Linked DNA regions of Hordeum vulgare: region 1 is linked to region 2. Evidence: chromatin contacts called from public Hi-C data. All regions are on one chromosome and are shown on one strand. Each heading gives the region's core, a stretch centred on a gene start, on an enhancer-like site or on the middle of the called end of the contact. The rest is flanking DNA. Distances are from core to core; before and after follow the strand shown. Region 1 holds the start of LOC123442683 (receptor-like protein kinase FERONIA). Region 2 holds the start of LOC123442676.

What was found. Hi-C and Micro-C count contacts between places; a contact is called where the count stands out from the background.
Region 1: a Hi-C map of seedling shows a contact between it and region 2, with 2.7 times the contacts expected there. The contact joins the promoter of LOC123442683 here to the promoter of LOC123442676 in region 2. A contact is called at or near these places in 1 of 6 Hi-C or Micro-C datasets (seedling) and 1 of 1 datasets of contacts at active chromatin or transcription factors (embryo).

Annotation. Positions count from the first base shown.
Region 1 is chr3H:22,818,567-22,823,779 of MorexV3_pseudomolecules_assembly, forward strand. It overlaps LOC123442683 (receptor-like protein kinase FERONIA), which reads left to right and starts at 2,652. Exons shown (of 5, transcript XM_045118793.1): 1 at 2,652-3,209; 2 at 3,427-4,323; 3 at 5,025-5,083; 4 at 5,195-5,213.
Region 2 is chr3H:22,689,912-22,694,662 of MorexV3_pseudomolecules_assembly, forward strand. LOC123442676 reads left to right here and starts at 2,894. Exons shown (of 2, transcript XM_045118782.1): 1 at 2,894-4,135; 2 at 4,552-4,751. The coding sequence starts at 2,921. The coding sequence ends at 4,563.

The DNA of each region.
Region 1 (5,213 bases), core at 1,402-3,901, 130 kb after region 2:
TCCCTTGTCTTTGGCCTCGTCCATGTCTTCTACAGATAAGAGCATCTCCAACAGCCGCGCTTCGCGCCGCGTCTAAAAAACATGTTTGCCGCGCGCCCACGCCTGGTTTGGCGCGTCGCGCATCGCTGGCTCCAGCAGCAGCGCTAAAGTACAGCGCGCGCCGCTCCAGCAGCGCGCAAAAATGCAGCGCGCGCACAACATTTTCAATTGCAAAATGGGCAAAATAAAAAGATTGCATAAAATAAAAAAGGATACAAAGTTATTTTACAAAGATTGCAACTAGATAGATAGTTCGAAAATATAGATAGATAGTTCGGTGCAAGTAGATAGATAGTTCGAAAACATAAAAACTTTTAATCCCAGTCGCTCCAATCATCACCACCATCCAGCGCCTGGTGGAGCGTGTGGACGTCCTGGAAGTTCATCTGGCGGCGCGGTCTGCCTAGGCGCCACGCCGCCGCGTCAAACGCGCGGGCGGCCTCGTGCGCCGTGTCGTACGTGCCGAGGCTGAGCCGGAGATCGCCGGAGCGTATCTCGACGTAGAACCCGCCGTTGGGGCGCTGGCGGATGCCGCGGTAGCCCGACGCAAAACGTCGGCGCGGCGGCATAGTGGCGCGGCGGGGGCGGTGGCGCTGGGGCGGTGGCGGCGCGCGAGGTAGAGGAAGAGAGAGCGGTGGCGGCGCGCGAGGGAGAGGAAGAGAGAGCGGTGGCGGCGCGCGAGGGAGCGGTGGAGAGCGCTGCGTTTTATAGGCGCGCGGGAAGCGGCGCGGCAAAGATGACGCGCGAGCTGCCGCCTTTTCGCGCGCGCGCGCAAGCTGTTCCCACGCGCGCGTTTTTCCTGCCGCCGCTGGAGCGCGCTAAAATGTCCGTTTACCGCGCGCACGCCTTTTTGCGATGCTGTTGGAGATGCTCTAAATGCACACACACAGGGGAGATCGAGAGAGAGTAAGAGAGGAGCAGCACAAGCTCTGCCGTTGCTGCTTGCTGCTTCCCGCCGCCACTCACAGACTCGTCGTTCCTCGGTTCAAAGGGAGCCCACACCGACACCAAGAAATAAAGGGGGAGGAGATAGGTCCAGCCGCCGCCAAAGACGAAGAAGCAGATAGGGAGGGGAAAACAGAGCATGGGAGCTTCTCTCGCGAGGCTAAAACGACCGGAGTCCTGCTCGGACAAAAGTTTAAATTCCTCTGTCTCATAACGTAAGACATCCTACATTATTCGTCGAGTACTAAATTAAACTGTTAGCTACCCAGGAATGATCTAACATGCTACCTACGGTTACAAATTTAAATAAAAGGATTAAAAATAATTTAATCAAAAAACAGGATGTTGGAGTTGATTCCAGCCGATACCTAGGGTATCCGGGGTAGTAATTAGGTCGAAGGAGATGCAAGAGACCAATATTACGAGATTTAGGCACCCTCGCTCCGTAACACCACCACATGTTGCAACTAGGGCTGCAAACGAGTCGAATTTGAGCGAGCTCAAACTGAATGAAGCTCAAGGTCAAGCCGTAAACCATGACTCGTGCACAGCTTGTAACGATCTTGAGTCGATCTTGAGTTACTTTCGAGCTAAATGAGACCATAAAAAAATGTTCACTTCGGCTTACAATACACCAAATCACGTGTACCCTTTCCAAAAGTATTTTACACGTGAATAGTGTAACCATAAATTCTATCTTGAGAAAGAACCGCAGACATATTCAGATATCATTCAATGTGAAAATGAAAAAAGGCTTACTTCGATTGATTGTACAACCATCACGTCATTCTTCCAAGAGCTCATCTTGCAGCAGATGATGGTCTTCATGAAAGAAAGATAGGAAAATCAAGGAGCATATGCTTGGGAATTCTGGCCAAAAGCAACGAGACATTAACAAACACCCGACCATGTACCGTAATAAGGCCTAAATTTTCTCTATACTTAGTTAAACTTCCGTGTTTGCTAGTAGATAAAATGGAGAAAATCGTGAACAACATGTATGGTAATAAATTATTCTATTTCCATTTAATATATAACATAATGATCTTAAACCGAGCTATCGAGCTAACATCGAGCGAGCTAGTATTGCCTCAAGATTGGCTCGTTTCTCGACCGAACTGCACATAGTGTTCATACTCAACTCGTTTCTTTTCGAGGTGATCTCGAGTCGAGCCAAAAGACGAGTCGATCTCGAGCGACTCACGAGCCTCGAGCTTTTCTTGCAGCCCTAGTTGCAACAAATTATTTCACATCATCAAGAATGTCTTTGCTACAGTACAATTCCACACAGCTCCTGTCTCGGATCTGATTGGTCGGCCCAAAGGGTATTGTAGTCTTTTCTTCCCGCCAATAAGAGGGGCGACCTTTTTTCTTTAGGGTTTGCTGCCGACGATTAGGGGGAACAACTGCTGATGGTTACCCCTTCGTGTGCCACGTGTCGTGTTCTAGAGAACACTTAGATTTTTGTCTTTTTTCTACATGCATTTTCGTGTTTAATATGTTTTTTTTTGCTTGGTTTTCCAAGGTTTTGGTGAAAAAGATTTTTTTTTCCTTTTCTCAACAAGCAACACTTTTGGTTATTTTTTGAAAGAAAATATCATCAAAATTCATTAACATGAAATCTAGTTTCAAATATCAACTATGAAAATAATTCAAAATTTGGACGTAAAAGTGATGATTTCGACGACTAGGCCGTCAACCTCGTGTTGAGCGGCAAACCACACCCGCTTCAATGGGCCCGGCCCAATAAGCCAGCGGAGCGGGTGCTAATCGGCCTAGCCGGCCGGAGCACGACGCGGCTGTCTCCGGCAAAGACCAGGCGGTCGACGAGCCGCCGGAGACGGAGACGACATGAGTAGGTTAGGGTTGGGGGTGCGGGGGCCTCGCCTGCGTCGGAGAAGATGCGGTGGTGCGGGGTGTTTGAAGGGATGGCGGCGCCCTGCTGCCAACACCGGCCGCGGATGGCCGGAAGCGGCGGTTGGTGCCGGTGCCAGTGCCAGCGGGTTCGACGAGCGGGCGCGGATGGACGGCGATGGTCCAAGCAAGGGACAGATACCCCCACTGCCTCACACTCTCACTTGACCGCTTCAAAGGACGGATACAGAGTCCAGGTCCAGATGCGCCGCATCCCCTTCAATCCAAATCATGACGAAGCGGTGGTCAGCCTCGAGGTTTTTCGATCGACGACACAGTTGACTCGCACATTCCCTGCCTGTTCGACCGAGGTATGGAAGATTACTCTTGAATCCCATGTTTAATTAGTTCACAGTTACACCGTGTCCTGGTGTTTTCTACTCCCTCCGTTCCTAAATATAAGATCTTTTAGGGATTCCACTAGAGACCATATATGAATGTATATAGATATATAATTTAAAGTGTAGATTCATTTATTTTATTCCGTATGTAGTTCATAGTAAAATCTCTAAAAGGTTTTATATTTAGGAACGAAGGAAGTACTTAGGAAGCATGTCCACATGACAAGTCGACTGCGATTTGAAGTTGAATCGCAACCAAGCTGTTCCCTTGTGCCAATCTGGAACCTGGAAATTAACATGGCTCTACTCCTCCATCTGCTCTCATCAATGGCATGGTAGCACAAAACGATGTCCGGTCCTTATCCTGGTAGTAGCTTTCTTTTCTATTGACCGGCTGACTGGTCACAGATTGTTGCACTTGCTATATACTAATATAAATAACCCTATGCTATTGTGAAACTACAACTTTCCTGTGGACAATACATGCTAAGTTCAGTGTTTTATGATCCGGAGTAGAATAGCATGATTAGTCTGCACCATACTAATATCACTGAAATAACTAGTCCCCTACTTAAATCTTTCCTGCCTTTGTTTGAATAGTTCGGGATTTTCTAGTATGCCATGTTGTGGATGTGGCGAGTCTCTCTGGTATATGTTCGGAATTTAAATAACGTTATGAATGTCATACATTTATATCTTTATAATATAGATTTATTCCTTCCACTGGTGGTATGGACACGGAAAATCAGTGGACCATTCTTGTCGATGCCAAATGTATATTTTTTTGGAGTGAAAAATCAAAGACGGTGAGATATTTGTTTTGCTTTGAACATGAGACCTTTCAACATTTGTTCTGTGGCTATCCTTTGCCCTGAGCTGCTTGGTGTGCTGTTTATTTTGCGGTCAATATTACTCCCGGGGGTGGCATGTCACATATTTTCGTCCACTAAAGCACTCGGCGAGTGCATGCTGAATCTCTCATCACTTTTTCCCGCCAACAGCGCCGTAACTGCTGCTGCTTGGGCCTTCATCTCGCCCATGGCTTTGATTTCTCTTCCCACACGAACTCGGCCTTCCTGTTCAGGTAACCATGCATCCTGCTCCTCGTTCTTTTCGAGCTCCTTTATCTTGATCCGGTTGGATATGCTCTATGTATCCATTCCTGGGCTCGAATTTTTGAAGGGTTCTGATATCTATAGCTTCCGCCCCAAATTTGGCCAAGGGGTTCCCCTGAGTTTAGTTCTTTCATACACAATCACCATACTGTGTGTTTTGGAAAGACAACAATTCAGGTTTTCCTGCTTAGATTTTTTTTAGACTTTTAAAAAGTATGATCTCGAACCTAGCAAGAAGAATAGACCACTTTTTAAGGGAAACATCAAAATAAAAGGCAAGTTGTCCACCAATTTCTTTTCTAGATGTGGAATCATCATTCAGGACTGTTGCTCCACAGGTCAAAAAAACGGGTTATTACTCCATGTTTTTCCTCTTGGTGTGATTTTTTCGTCCACAAATGTATACTACTACGTCTGCAACTAAATATAAGACGTTTCTGCAGTTGAATTTGAACTCCAAAAACGTCTTATATTTACTTACGGAGGTAGTAATTTTTATTTGATTTCTTACTTAAATGTTCGGTTTGTACATGCTAGATCTACCCTTGTCAGATGTATATATTGACTACTTTTTTTAGTTAAATTCTCGCACTCTTTTTTCTTCTTATTTGATCTACTGTTGGAAAGAAATGAGTGACCAGCCTTTGTCTATTTCTGTCTTCTGGTACAGTTTCAACTTCCGGTGATGCCAGGAACTTCAATTTACTAAAGTTCTTGCAATTATTAGTGGTGATCTCGTACTCAGACACGTGGATGTTCTGCCTTGCATCAATGATCTTTTGTTCAAACTGCCATGATTCAGTTTACTGAATTATCAACTTCTTTTTGCTGCGATTGCAGGTTCTGTGGCTTTCTAGGT
Region 2 (4,751 bases), core at 1,644-4,143:
AAAGCGTTTAGATCACTAAGCCGATGATATAAATGCTCTTAAATTTGTTTACATAGTGAGTACTAACTATTGTCGACTCAGTTTTTTGAACATGGATTCAAATACAAACCAATAATTTATGGATGGAATTTATTTAATTTAACTGAAGTCCAATTTAACACTCAAGAACAATATCGATGCTCTGTGAATAGTTGACACTACATTTTTTGTTATTACAAAAGAAACCACTAAAACAAAAAAAAAATGCATTCTTTTATTTACGCAAACAGATATCTAACGAAAAGAGGTCGATCGGTGAGAGCTAATCAAAGTGTACGGAAGTCTGCTTTGTCATATACAAATATCTTAAGGGTAAAATAATTAGGCTTGTTGAACATCTTATCTATCCCTAATAATAAAGCAAATACGATTTCTGGTCGTCCGTCGTGATATTTTTTAAAAAAGTCCCTCCGTTTTTAGTTAATCAACACGCAGTCCTTTCCTAAGTGAGCCCGAACCTTTTTTCATTTTTACACAAAACCCCCTGAAATTAACGCTAAATAACCCTCAGTCCATCTTGTAGGCACAACGAATCGTTTTATATACTTTTGCGTAAACCCCCCTCACATATGTGTTAATAATCCCGGAGTCTATTCAGAATAAATATGTATTTTCAAATAACCATATCTTTTAAATCATAAATCTAATTTAAACATGTTACATATGAAATTTGATTAGAAAAATGTGTAGAGTTTGAATATATTGTTATTTTTCATGTTAAATATTTTTAATAATCCGGAGTCTATTCAGAATAAATATGTAATTTCAAATAACAATATTTGTTAAACCGTAAATCCAATTTAAACATGTTATATATCGAATTTGATTACAAAAATGTGTAGAGTTTGAATATGTTGTTATTTTATATTTTTTATATACTATGTAGGGTACAATGTAAATCAATATATTGAAAATCGTTACTACCCGTTGCTCATTTAGGCCCATGTCAAATCTTAATCAACATAATTATTGTCCGATTCATTGGTATTCGACATGCAGCGGGGCATGTTTTTTATATGATAAAAAACATGTTCACAAAATCAAGGGTGTCTACTAATGTTTACTGAAATCATTTATATGTATTAATCAATATTATGCCATTTAAAAAAATCAATTAACTAAGCTAGAGACATGAGAGGGTTTTTTCGTCATGTTGCAACGCACGGGCCTTTTTCCTAGTCTCTCCCTAATAATAAAGCAAATAGGATTTCTGGTCGTCCGTCATGGAAATTACCCCTAAAGTTTGCATAAATTACCTACCATGCCACCGTAAGTAATAAAAAGCGTTTCACAAAGCAAAAAATCTTAGACTGGGCCGGCCATGTAAAAACCTCCTATATTACGCTCTGCACCCTGGGAGAATATCCAGCACACCGTATGGGCCGGCCCATGCACATGCCCAGTTTTTTAGTTCCGTTTATTTATTTCTCTTCAGTTTCATTTTATTTTTCTATTTTAAATAATTTATAACTTCAAATAACCTTTAAAATTTTAATAAACTTAAATTTTTAAATCAACATATTAAAAAAAATAAAATGTTTGTGACTTAAAAAACTGCTCGGAGTTTTTGTAAAAAATGCTCGCATATACAATAAACTGTTTGCAAGTTTAATTTGTTTTTGTAAAATAATAAAAGTCCATGATTTCAAATCAAACTCCATGTATTAAAAATTATTGAAAGCATTTAACAAAATTCTTTCTAATTCAAAATATGTTAATGCATTTAAAATATGTCCTAAAATTTTAAAAATAGCTAATGCCTGTTTTGATAATTTCTTTTTTTTATTTACATTTTTCCGTTCCATTTTTGTTTACTTCTAATTTAAACAATTTAGAATTACAAAAGCATTTGCATATTAAAAAATAGGAATTTTGAATTAAAATGTTTACGAAAACATAAAATGTTTGTGGATTCAAAAAAGGCGCCGGATTTTTTTTATTTTTTTGCAAATTCCAAAACAATGTCCGTGAATTTAATAAATATATTACTGACTTATAAAATGTTTGTTTATTCAGAAAAATTTCAGGCATTTGAAAAATGTTTGTGAATTTAAAGTAAAATCCTCCAACATCAAAAATTACGTTCGTCTTTTCTAGAATTGGTCGCCAATTCAAAAGAAAATATTTAAACCCGTTTGAAATATAAAAATTGTTCACGATTTTTAGTAAATGTTTGTAAATTGAAAAAAATGTTCTCGATTTTAAAATTGTTCTCATATTTGTAAAATTATTCATGAAAGATCTAATGTATGTAGTTGAACATTAATGCTTCTAAGTCTTTGTGAAAATATACCCGTGTGATTTTTGAAGAATTAACTGTTGGATGGATCGGATTATTATTGTATGTTTTCTAAAAGAAATTATTGAAATTAAGAATAATTCTTTGAGTTACCAAGATTTTTGACAACCATGATATTTTTTTTTTGAAAATGTAAAGATTGCTTCAACTTGTGAATAGATTTAAAAGAAGAAACATTTTCTTGCATTTGTACACAAAATTTTAAAATCAAGCGATGATGTGTGAACATAATATGGTCATCATCATTAAAGATTATGTTTTTTCGTCACGTAGCAACGCACGGGCCTTTTTCCTAGTGTTAAATAAAACAAATAGATATGTGCAGCAAGAGGATTAGAAAATATGAAAAAGAAAGGGTTACAAAAAGAATAGGAAATGGTGGGAATGGTTTGAAGGTCAGTTTAAAACAATTGTGCTAGCCCACAGTAGAGTACTGATCGCTCATCCGGGCTGAAGGCTCGCCATTTCTTCACGAGAATTTCTGAGATTGGGCCCGCCGGTCCACAGTCCTGGTCGTTCTCTTCTCATCCCCAAACCCCTAGGCTAGCTCGCACCAAACACCCACTGCCACTGGAATCAGCCATGTCCACCCAAGCATCGCCGCCGCCGCCGCCGGCCGCTGAAACCACCATCGGCGCTCTCGGCGACGACCTGCTCCGCGAGATCTTCGCCCTCCTCCCCGACCTCCCCAACCTCGCCCGCGCCGCCTTCGCCTGCCGCGCCTTCCTCCGCGCCATCCGCTCGTCGCCCGCCTTCCGCCGCCGCTTCCGCGAGCTCCGCCCGCCGCCCCTCCTCGCCTTCTTCCTCGAGATGTTCATGGATCCGGTCCCGGTCTACCCCTCCCCCTGGCGCCCCTCCGACACGGACCTCGCCGACGCCTTCCGCGGCGCCGATTTCTTCGAGACCCGCCGCATGTTTGGCCTCAAGAACGACGACGACCCCGGGTGGGCGTTCGACTACATGTTGGACGGCGAGATCCGCATCGCCCACCGGAAGCAGCGAGCGAGCTACAGCCCGGTACGGCAGGCCCTGTCCCTCTTCCCCGACAGGCACATTCTGGGGGACGGCAGCTTCCTTGAGTTCCACACCCTCTCCTACCAGGAGGAACAGGGGCTGCAGCGTGTGGTCTGCATCCGCCATGACCGCTATTGGGCGCGGGCGCGCGTCGCTGTCTTCTCATCCAACACCATGGAGTGGCAGATTTTCCCTTGGGTGGAAACAAAGGCCCTGGTGCCCAAGGATGCCAAAAACTCTAACCCTGGTAAGGTGGTCGATGGATTCATCTACTGGATATTTCCCATGGGAGCCGGTATGCTCGCGCTCGATGCGACGACATCTCAGTTCCACCGAATGGATGTGCCGCCGCCCGTGAGTAGGATGCTTGTTACTACATTCGAGCTTGGCCAGACCAAGGACGGGAAGCTCTGTATCGTGCACTTAAATTCTGCGGGCATCAATGACGGGATGCTTTTTGTTTGGTCGTGGGGAAAAGATAGTGATGGTGTGGAGAGATGGGTGTTCGACAAGCCGTTTCCATTGCGCACCATTGTTGAATTCATCAAGTCCTCAATGGTAGTTCACTCCAAAGTAGGAGTTTTGTCCGTCATTGATGGCTTTGTGTACCTGTCGGTTGACTGTCATGAGTTTGCCCGGAACCATAGTGATTCTCCAGAGTGGTTCCTATCATTTTGCCTGGAAACTACGGAGCTTCATCTGCTCTTTGAGGGCCAATATCAGAGACATCATCGTGCCCACCCCTATGTCATGCCGTGGCCTCCTTCTTTGGTACACAGCAAGGTGAGCCCATGCTTATGCGGGACGATTCTGGTAAAATTTCTTCCTACCTTCGGTTTGGTCTCCAGATTGTAGATCTTATGTTACCTTAGAGCACTAGATTACAGTGTTCTTGTTAAAGCTGCTATCAAACACGTAGTTTCACATACATGACATGGCTGATTTGTTATCACCATTGCTCTATTTCCATTTTTGACCATGAGGTTTTGTGCAGATTAAGCACAGGGCACTGCTGATATTTGTGTTTTGAATTTTTTTTACACTAAAATGACTCCATAAAAATTGGCAACTACCATGAGATGGTTACTGTGGAGCATTTTACTTTTGTTGCTTGTGTTAAAGATAAAAGGTTGGTGTATCATTAGAATCTATAGCCTTGCATAAATGTACGCTCATATTTTTCATTTTCTTTTTGACAGGATGGTTCATAAGCTAAAGTTAATAAAAACTGTGTTGCAGATGATAGTCCCGTGGGCAAAGAAAAACATTGTTCTATCCTTATCACAGCATTGCAATCTTTCAAAGAAGCTTTGATTGATGATGATGAAGCAAATAGTACCGAGGCAGCGGCCTTTTTCACAATTGAGGATGAGAAGATGTCTCTCGTGAGAAAAATTAC